Regions from separate parts of the Mus musculus genome. Here region 2 is linked to region 1. Evidence: chromatin contacts called from public HiChIP or PLAC-seq data. All regions are on one chromosome and are shown on one strand. Each heading gives the region's core, a stretch centred on a gene start, on an enhancer-like site or on the middle of the called end of the contact. The rest is flanking DNA. Distances are from core to core; before and after follow the strand shown. Region 1 holds the start of Cygb (cytoglobin). Region 2 has its middle 16 kb from the start of Mir6516.

The links. HiChIP or PLAC-seq counts read pairs in DNA pulled down with a chosen protein or histone mark.
Region 2: a contact with region 1 is called in a FOXA1 HiChIP or PLAC-seq map of pancreatic cancer cells. The contact joins the enhancer-like site here to the promoter of Cygb in region 1. A contact is called at or near these places in 2 of 39 promoter capture datasets (cranial neural crest and maxillary cranial neural crest) and 4 of 115 datasets of contacts at active chromatin or transcription factors (bone marrow-derived macrophages, embryonic stem cells and pancreatic cancer cells).

The regions. Positions count from the first base shown.
Region 1 is chr11:116,651,596-116,656,794 of GRCm38.p6, forward strand. It overlaps Cygb (cytoglobin), which reads right to left and starts at 2,718. Exons shown (of 4, transcript NM_030206.4): 1 at 2,182-2,718. The coding sequence starts at 2,324. It also overlaps a transcript of Prcd not described here.
Region 2 is chr11:117,090,829-117,096,027 of GRCm38.p6, forward strand. No RefSeq gene overlaps it. Among named protein-coding and RNA genes, the nearest start is that of Mir6516, 16 kb to the left of the region's middle. Within about 2 kb of position 2,058, at least 115 of the 459 cell types and tissues checked have an H3K27ac peak or open chromatin away from gene starts, as enhancers often do. A contact at or near this core is called in embryonic stem cells and pancreatic cancer cells, where this site is marked.

The sequences.
Region 1 (5,199 bases), core at 1,468-3,967:
GGCTTGAGCTGTTAGGGAGAAGCCTTAACAGCCAGTCTTGGGGAGTTTCTCAGTTCTCAGAGGCATCTGGGTTTCCAAGAGCCCGAAATAGGCCCGTCTGCGTGTGAGGGGGAACGTGTCAGCATTACAACCAGGCGGGAGTGGGGGGGGGGGTGCTCCCTCCTCAGGCTTCTCTCTGACATGAGTGCAAACGCGGGGTCTGCCTCAGACCCTAAGGCTCTGCTCGCTCTTCCTCCACGGCACCATATCTGCCAGGAACTGCTGCTGGTAACCAGCTTCCTCCATGCCCCTACCCTGCAGGCAGAGTGGGTGGTGAGGACAGAAAGGGAGAATGGTCAGAGGGCCTGGTCCTACGGATGAGCACGCTGGTCTTGTCAACATGGCTCTGTGACCAGGATCTCTGGATGGTTCCCCTGTGAAGCAGTGAGAAGCTAAGGGGTCTTGGCCTTTCCCCTTTCCATTGGTCAGGCCTGGGGCAGACAGAAGCAGAGGAGTCGGTGGCATCTGGAGCCACAGGGAGTGGCTGATACAGTGGCCCAGGTTTCTCAGTGTTGGCTCTGTGGAGTTAGGTGACTGGCTCGGCCAGCCAGATCTGATTGCTGTATCAGGTCTCCTCGGGTTCACTGTGGGCCTTTGGGTACTATGTCTATCAGTAAAACTCTCTCCCAGCCAGGCCTGGTCCCTTGGGTGTCAGGGGGTGAACCGAGGAAGATACAGAATGAACCCTACTCTGAACCCTACTCTCGGATCCTGTCCTTCTTCTGCCCCCCTCTGTCCCCCTCCCCCCGTACCTGGAGAAGCAATTCACAAGAATATCTCCAGGTCCTACGAGCCTTGCCTTGTTTCCACGTGTGCCCTGTGGGCCTAGGGGGTACGACAAAAGACCAAGAGCAGCCAGCTGGGGATGCGGACTGGCGTATCTGCGACTCTATTCTCCACTGTGTGCTTGTGTGTGGGTGCCCACGCTGCCAATCTGGGTCTCCGAGTGTCTGCAGCTTCAGGGTCCCACGGGCCCTCCTTGGTTCCTGTCCCCCGGGGCAGCGTTGCTGGGTCAGAGAACTCTGAACTAGCTGCCCCTTCCTCTTCCCCAGGAATCCTCCCCTAACTCCGCCAAAGTGCTTCGACTCTCTTCCTCCAAGATCTATTTCTGAGTTGGAACCCAGGCATATCGGTAGGGAGCAGGGGAGGTCCCAGGCTTGCAGGAGGCAGAGGCAGAGGGAGAAGAGGAACCAGGGAAGGGGTCGGGGGACTGAAAACAGCTGCATCACAGCTGTTCCGCCCCCGGGTTCCACCCTATCCCCACACAAGGCTGCCCTGCTATCCTAGAATTGAAAGCCTGGGGGCTGAGGGTGTATGTGGGGGTTCAGCCTGAACCCCTGGGCCCAGCGCGTGGAGGAAGAGTACGGGTTTGATTTGTAACTACAGTCAGTCTCTAGTTTGTGGGGCTTGGTGACATTATCAGGGTGCGGTGTATAAATACGGCGTCACTTGGGGGCAGGGGGGGGCGCCCTCAGGGATTCTGGGGCCAGATGCTATACTTCTTACCTGAGTGGGGTCCAGAGTGGGGCCCTGTCTCTTGAAAGCTGGCCCCCCCCCCAAGCCAAAAAAACTCAACCAGGATTGCATCCCAGGTACCTGCTGGCTTCACTCCTGTCTCACCTGCAGCTCGGCAAAGAGGGGCAGCCGGGAAGCTTGACCTCTTGACCTTTACCCCCCCCCCCCGCCCCCCAGCTCTCTGCTGTGTTCTTCTGAAGGGCCCAACTGGACAGGGAGTTCTGTTTCCTCTTTAACCCCCTTCCTGACTGAGCCTCAGTTTCTCTGCCCATTACTTAAAGAGGGGGAGCTCCTACCGTTCCCTTTGAGGGCTGGTCGGATGCTGGACATACATCTTAGTGGGATCACTAGGGTCACTCGTGAGGAGGACTGACTGGGATGGGTGAGTTCTGAGGCCGGGGAGACCAAGCGCTCTCCTGCATCTAGTTTCTGATGGTGAGCCCCACTCTCCGAGCTAGAAGGCATCAGCTAAGGTTTCCATCGCTCCAAAGCACCCCTGTCACCGCGACCCGTCCCCAGTCACTGGGGAGGTGGCGCCGGAGCTCGCAGCGGGCCGAGCCCGCCTCTGCCCGCAGCCGCTGTCACCCTTCCCGTCCTGGGCCCCGCCAAGAAGGGAGCGACACCTACCTCACCAGGATGGCCACCCCCACGTCCTCGCAGTTGGCATACAGCCGGGCCCACGTAGCCTGAACCGCCTTCCTCTCCGCCTCGGACAGCTCCTCGCTCCTCTCCCTACGCTCTATCTCCATGTCGCCCGGCACTTTCTCCATGAGCAGCTCCGAGCCCAGCGCAGCTTCGCTCGGCGGCGGGCGCGGGGAGCCGAGGCCGGTGCGTGCGAGGCGGGCAGGAGGGCGGGCGGGCGAGGAGTAGAGCGCCGGAGGGAGGGAGCGTGTGTCTGTGCGCGCCGGGTGTGTGTGCGCGCGGGTGTGCAGGGTATATGTGCGGGGGGCGGGGGACTGCGAGCTGGGGGCGGAGATGTGGTCTGCTGGGGAAAAAATGTTTTTTAAAAAAAATCCGCTCCAAAAAATCCAGTCCTGTTTCTGGGAGTCAATTTTGGCAAGGTGAAGGTTAGGCGGGATGGGGGTGTCACGGCTGGCGTCTGCCCGCCTGACCACCCACCCGTTAGCAAGGCCACCGCGGTCCCGGCTGGGAGAGGTAGGTGTGGCCAATGTGCAGAAGGGGCTGGGAGGATCAGGGGGTCACGCGGTGATGGACAGCGCCGGGTGTACTGGCGTGCGCCCCGGGCTGGTGCGGAGCTGAGGGTGCGGGTCTCAGCTCTCGACGTGTGGTGTCTGGACGTGTGTGTGTGTGTGTGTGTGTGTGTGTGTGTGTGTGTACACCCTTCACGAGGTGGGGATCTGACTCAAAGTCAAACACACCCAGGCATCGCCTGCTTGGGAGGAGGAACTTGCAGACAAATCCGGGCTTCCCCTGTAGCCCCGCCACTCCTGAGCCTGAGACTGGGCCGAGGCACCCGTTGTCAGACGTGGGGACCTCGAGTTCTGGCAGGTTTAGAGCGATGGGCAGTCTCTCTTCCCATCTGCTGGTCCAGCTGGCTCTTGTGAACTTGTGCACATGTCCAGTCTGGGGAGCCAGAGACCCGTGCCCCACTTCCCTCCCTACGCCTGCGAGCAGGGAGTCCTGAGAAGGTAGTTAATGATAGGTAGATAAGGACCAGACACTGTCCTGAATTACCGTCCTAGCCCTAGCCGTGGTGGAGTGAAGTTCCACAGAGAGGCAGTCAGTCAGGTATGATGGAGAGGCTCTGGGGAGCCGGAAGTCCTGAGTAAGGCACCGGACAGTGAAGACATTTGTCACCATCGAGAGTTCAGTTTGAGAACCAGAAGGCAGATCCTTCATCTCCTTCTTAGACTGCTCAGGGAGAGGTGACACTGGGACAGAGGGGAGGAGTGCAGTCTTGAGAGACCCAGAACCCTCACCCTGCCAGCAGTTGCTCAGACCTGGCTGTAGACAGCAGGGACCCTGAGACCACAGAGGGCCTGCCTGGTCCTGACACAGATAAGTGCACTGTCTCTGGTTCTCCTCAAGGCTCCCAGCTCAAGATGAGGAGGAGCCCTGCTGCCCAGGAAGTGAGTGGCTCTCCTCTTCAGCTTGGGTCCCTGTTGATTTAAAATCTTTAAAGGTATTTGCCTCACAAAACTTGATGATCTGAAGAGTTCCGGCCCTAGGACCCACGGGGTGGAAGGAAGAGATTGACTCTTTTTTTTTTTTTTTTTTAAAGATTTATTTATTTATATGTAAGTACACTGTAGCTGTCTTCAGACACTCCAGAAGAGGGCGTCAGATCTTGTTACGGATGGTTGTGAGCCACCATGTGGTTGCTGGGATTTGAACTCCGGACCTTCAGAAGAGCAGTCGGGTGCTCTTACCCACTGTGCCATCTCACCAGCCCGAGATTGACTCTTACAAGCTGTCCTTTCTCACACACACACACACACACACACACACACACACACACACACACACACACACACTAATAACAAAAAAATTTTAAATTTAAAAAACACAGACTTGAAGGTTCAGTCACAGAGGGTTAACAAGAACCTTTATAGGCCCAGCAGGCTGCTCCCTGGAGCTCAGGGTTGGGGTGTCTGATGTTACTCCTGGCCAGGAGACATTACCTCCCACCTTGTTTAGGAAGGAAAACTGAAGGTCCTGGAGAGGTGATGGCCCAGGTGGGTTTAGGTCCCAGCATCACTCAGCCCTTGTCTCAGCCCTGTGTTGCTGACTCAAGCCCTACTGCCCAAGGCAGCTAGTTGCCCAGGAGGTCCAGGTGGGATGTGCAAAGAGTATTTCTATCGATTCTCAACTTCTCCTCTGACTGTTGTATCTCCATAACATAGGATTATATTGGTACAGTAGTCTAGTATATAATTGATAAGCTTATAATTTGTATCTAAATTACATAAGATTGTTATATAAGATAGAATTTATAGTTCTGTCTGTGTGCACACCTCGACTCTGCCTTTTACTGCAAAGGGAGTGTAATTAGGAAAGCTCAGAAGGTGCAGGGGAGGCCTGGTGCACGCGCACGCATGCACACACACACACACACACACACACACACACACGCACACACACACGCACACACACATGTGCACGCACACACTCTCACACACATGCACATACTCTCACACACACGCACACACGTGCTCGAGCACACACACACACACACTCACACACACACACACACACACACACACACACACACACACACGCTCTACTCTCTGGTCCTCCTGGTCCCATCATCCATCTCTTCTCCTCTCTGCCATTCTCTCCTGCCTTGGCTGCGACAGTGCAACTCCCCTGCCTCGCAGCCTCGGTCCCTGAAGACTGGCAAGCTTTCATGTCAGCAGCCCGGCAGAGTTGGCTGAGGGCCCGTCCTTCTCTGGCACCTGCACGTTCAGACACCTCCTGTGATAGCTCACTCTTTCTCTCCCGTATGGGAGACTGAACTTAGGGCCTTGGAACCCCAGGCAAGTACTCTGCTACAGAGTTATCGCCTCAGAGCTCTTTGAGACACTCTCATTAGGTTTCCCAGGCTGGCCTCAGAGCTCTCTGGAGCTCAGCCAGGCTTTGAACTTGAGGTGCTCCTCCCCTCCCCAGTGGCTTACAGGTCTTTGT
Region 2 (5,199 bases), core at 808-3,307, 440 kb after region 1:
TGTACAGGAGTTCACAGAACACTGCAACTTGAAGTGACCAGAATCTAGGGCTTGTAGGCACCCTAGTGGTGGTGGTGGCACTTTAATTGACTGTGGGAGATATGTTCTTTTTGCAGAAAGTTTTTTTTTTAGGTGAATTGCTACCTTTTTAAACTTTTATTTATTATTAGCAGTGTGTGTGTGTGCGTGCGCGTGTGTGCGTGCGTGTGAGTGTTCCAGTGCAGACTTACGTGTGCCACTTTTGATCTATTCTCTTTCCACCTTGGGATGTGGTGCTTGAACTCTGGTTAGTCAGTCTCAGACCCCAAGACAAATGGTGGCTATTTAACAAATCAAATATGACCTGGCTTCAGGTTCTTCCAGTCCCTACGGTTACAGGGTAGGGCTGGCATACCCTCTACCCTGAACTCTCCAGCCCAGGGACTGGGCTGCTCTTGCTCAGACGCTCTTCCCTATAATCCAGACATGTTGGTTACCTGCCCTGTCCCTGTATCCCTGCGTGCCCCAGCTCAGTCTGGGCTCCCAGATGCCCCTGCCTCGGGCTATGCTCTCTCTTCTATCTACGATAAATCGTCATCTCCACCACACTTAGGGACAGTCATTTCCTTTTTTTATTTTTATTTTTATTTTTTTAATTTCTATTTTTCATTCAGGTGCCAGGCTCGCAGGGTGAGCCTCTGTTCACATGGAGCATCCCCCCTGCCCTGTTTAGGTCATTTCTTTTCCTCTAGGGATAAGTAACAGGAAATGAGGAGGCGGTACCCCAACTGAGAAATTCCAGAAAGGGCCTTAAGAAAGGCGCGTTCTTCTGCAAATAAGACAGGCAGTGAAGGAAGGGTGAGGTTGGTTGGTTTGTTTGTTTTGGGGTTTTGTTTGGTTTATTTTTCTTGTTAGGGATCCAACCCAAGACCTTATGTATGCTGAATTACACCCCCAGCCTTTGAAAAAAAAAATGTAATTTGGTTGAGAATCAAGAAAGCCACCTCCACTTCTGTTCCAAGTAAGGGGAGGGTCAGGATTCCAAACTCAGCGGATGCTCCGCAGTCCCGCCCATCGGCTCCTTGCTGTGTCCCACCCCTAACCTTCAGGAGAACACGACTGGGGCCAGCCCGATCCGGTCCACAGTTTCACTCTGCGTATAAGAGCAGTTAATGCGTGTGTCACCCGAGAACGTTCACATGTCACACGTCTCCCTAGGCATGTGATTTCTCTCAGAGTCGCTAATGCTGGAGAAAACCAGCTGCCGGTGGAGAGGCTAGTGTGCCTTGAGGGTCAGGGCGAAGAGTCTCGTTCACTCAACCGCGAATGCTGCCCACGTGGAGGGGGTCCTGGTTGGACCGCTCAGTCCTACAGCTTTCCTGAGGCCACCTCTCTTTCAGCTGTTCCTCTGTGGTGAGGACGCAGGCCGGGGGACAGTCGCCAGTGATCCAGCTCTAAGTGCCTGATTGACTGGAGGTCATGCCTGACTCTCAGGGGGAAAATGAGGAGTCTCATTTAACTGATTTTATTTGTTTTGTTTTGTGTTTTGAGACAAGGTCTGTCTTGGTAGCTCTAGCTGGCTTGAAAGTTGCTATGTAGACCAGGCTGACCACTAGTTCCCTAAGATCTCTGTACCTCTGCCTCTAGTGTTGAGATTAAATGGACGAGGTGCCACACCAGCATATTTGCATGACTTTAAAGGAAAGAAAAGTGTACAAACAGATAACAGATACATGCACATCCAACACACACACACACACACACACACACACACACACACACACACACACAATTTCTTCTTTAGATTTCTACTCTGTTTTTTGCTTGGTTAATGGAAGAAAGAGACTTAAAAAAAAAACAAAACAAAAAACCAACAACAAACAAACCCAAAGTGGAGAGAAACTGCAGTTCATCTATACGTAGAAAACACCACATCAGAGCACAGCCGAGGGAGAAAACTGAGGCTGTGAGAAGGTCACGACCTTCTCCCACTGAGGCTGTCTCACAGTCCTTGGGGCTTCACAGGCTGGGAGGGGCCAGGCCGTCTTGCTGACACAGCTTTTTCTCATGGGAGTTCTGTAGGGCGAGAGGCGCATTGCCAGCACCATCCCATCCGCTGCACCTGCAAGGGCCTTTGAACAGGGGACTTCATCTGCTGGCCACGTCATGACCTCTGAGTGTGACTCTGTGGGCTTGACATTTGCATTGTGGCTTATAGCTAACTCTGTTCTGTCACACCTCAGATGTACACCCCCAAACACAGCCCCCAGGGCCCCATGCCCCATTCAACATTCTCCTGTCTCCTGTCCAGCCAGTAAGTAGCAACTAAACATGTTTCTCTCTCTCTCTCTTTCTCTGTGTGTGTGTGTCTGTCTGTCTGTCTGTCATCTGTCTCTGTATCTGTCTTTGTCTCTGTGTCTCTCTGTCTTTCTCTCTCTGTATCTTTCTCTTTTTCTATCTCTGTCTGTCTCTGTGTCTCTCCATATCTCTTTCTTTATCTCTTCCTCCCTCTGTGTCTCTGTATCTCTGTCTTTCTCTCTGTGTGTCTCGGTCTTTATCTCTCTCTGTATCTCTGTCTTTATCTCTCCCTCTGTCTTGTCTCTCCCTGTCTCTCTCTCTCTCTGTTCTCTCTCTCTCTCTCTCTCTCTGTTCTCTCTCTCTCTCTCTCTTGCAGAGAGGAGGGCAGCGAGGTTGAAGGAGCACCCTGTGGAGTGTTATCTTCTTCTGCCTTTCTATGGATTCCCAGGATCAAAGCCTGTGTGACAGGAGCCCGGATCCACATGGTCATCTTGCCAGCTCCTTCAGTGACTGCTTCTATTAGGAAGAATTGAGGGGAGTCTGGGGTTGGCTGGGGAAGCCAAGCTTACTCTCTAGATTGCTCAGCACTCTCCCGGGAAAGATCTTTCTTTTGCTGTAAAGACAGAGTCAGCCAGGCAGTGGTGGTGCAGACCTTTCATCCTAGCACTAGGGAGGCAGAGGCAGGGGGATCGCTGGGTTCTAGGACAGCCTGATCAACCAAGCAAGCTCCAGGGCTGTACCATAGAAAAACCCCGTCTCAAAAACAAAACAAAACAGACAGACTGCACACACACACACACACACACACACACACACACACACACACACACAGGGTCTCTGTAGCCTGGGCTGGCTCTGAACTTGCTATGTAGTTGCAGATGATCTTGAATTCTGATCTTCCTGCTTCTACCTCCCCAGTTCTGGGATTATACTTGTCCACCTTGTTTGGCAGGAAAGATATCTTAAAGGCCACTGGCTCTGGTTCCAGGTGCTTATCTAACACTGGAATCTGTCTGACAAGCGGTCCACAGAACATATCCTCCTTTCTTCCCCTTTGCATGTGGCTCGGAGATTGACCAGATCTTTGGGATGCTTTGCATCCTGGGGACCCCCAATGAAGCCAGGTGACACCCAGCTGCCTGACTGTAAGAGCAGCTTCCCTAAGTGGCCTGGGAAGGGGCTGGAGGAGGTGACACCCAGTTACAGAGCCAGAGGGCAGAGTGCCCTGTCTCCTAACATAACAAGACAAGCTAATATCCTGACAGGGCTCTTTTGGGGAAGTGACGTCACCACGCCTCAGGATGTGTAAGCTCAGGAACATTTTCCTTGGAATAAACTGTGTCCCCAGGGCTTCTTAATGAGCCCTTTCTGTGGGAACCACACAATAGTTGGATCCAACTGCCTGTTTTCACTCTGTTATGTTATCCCAAAAAGAGGCGTATCTTGTTTACTTGGTTTTCATTGAGGAACGTTCTTTGTCCTCCAAGGAATACATAAGAGCTCCTATCTTAGAACGTGTGAAGCCCTGAAAGGTAGCTTTTCCATGGAAGTCTTTAGGCTGAACCACTGAGCTCCGCTCCGGAGAGGAAATAGATCTTGGCCGTCAAGTGCTCTATACCTGGGACTGACAGGAGCTATTTCGGAAGGCTGAGCCCTCCCGCCCAACCACCACACACAAGGTGTTGGTGCTTGAGTGATGGCTGCTGGAAGCGGCTGTGCAATGGACACTTGCCTGGGTTGATAATGACACTCAAGAGCCAGCCAGCAGGCTGTGGATGGCTCCCTCTCAACGCCACCCCCCTCCCTAGGCAGACCCATTGCTATGAATAAAGGAAGCATGACGCAACTTGGATATTTAATTCTCCAAATAGCTCCAAGCTGGAAGCAACCGAAGATAATCAATTAAAGAAATGTGGATACATTTGTGCAGTGGGATGATGCTTAAGCTATTTTGATGAATAAGGGAGAAATGGGTTTTAGTGCACCGTATGATTTATTCATGGAATAACAGACTATGCTGGTTGGTTTTTGTCAACTTGACACAAACTAGAGTCGTTGGAAGAGAGAACCTTCATTAAAAGGATACCTCCTTCTCTTGATTAATGATTGACATAGGAGGGCCCAGTCCACTCTGGGCAGTGACAGCCTGGGGCAGGTGGTCCTGGGTTCTGTAAGAAAGCAGGCTGAGTAAGCCACGGGGAGCCACGCAGTAAGCCACAGCTCTCCAAGGCCTCAGCTTGAGTTCCTGCCTTGGCTTCCCTTAGTGAGGGACAGTGACCGGGACAGGGAAGCCAAATAAACTTTCCTCCCAAGCTGCTTTTGGTCATGGTCTTCATCCCAGGGATAAACACCTACGAAGGATGCAGAGTCCGACTAAGGTAATCCACACTGATGGGAGTCAGAAAACCCCTGCTGTGGGGAAGACTCGGCCAGAAGAGAGCATCTGGGACCTGCACAGCAGACGGACACCCAGAGCCGTTCATTCCCTTAACATAAATTCTACAAGAAACATACCATGCATGCATTATGGGATGTATTGTTGGTCCCATCTGTAAAGTCCAAGACAGTAAACCAAAGCTCTGAAAGAAGAGATGGCAGAGTGCTTGCCTGGCATGCACAAAGCCCTGGGTTCAGTCTCCATCACCATGGAAACAAGACATGCTGCCACAGGCCTGTCATCCCAGCACCTGGGAGGAAGAAACAGGAAGATACGGTGTTCAAGGTCATCCGCAGCTGCCTGGTGAGTTCAAACCCTTCTCCCACTCACAGGTCTCAGGACATCCCAGTACTCCTCAATATCCATCAGTGCCCCTCAGTGCCCCTCAGTACATCCCAGTACCCCTCAGTCGCCCTCAGTGCCCCTCAGTACATCCCAGTACCCATTAGTCGCCCTCAGTGCCCCTCAGTACATCCCAGTACCCC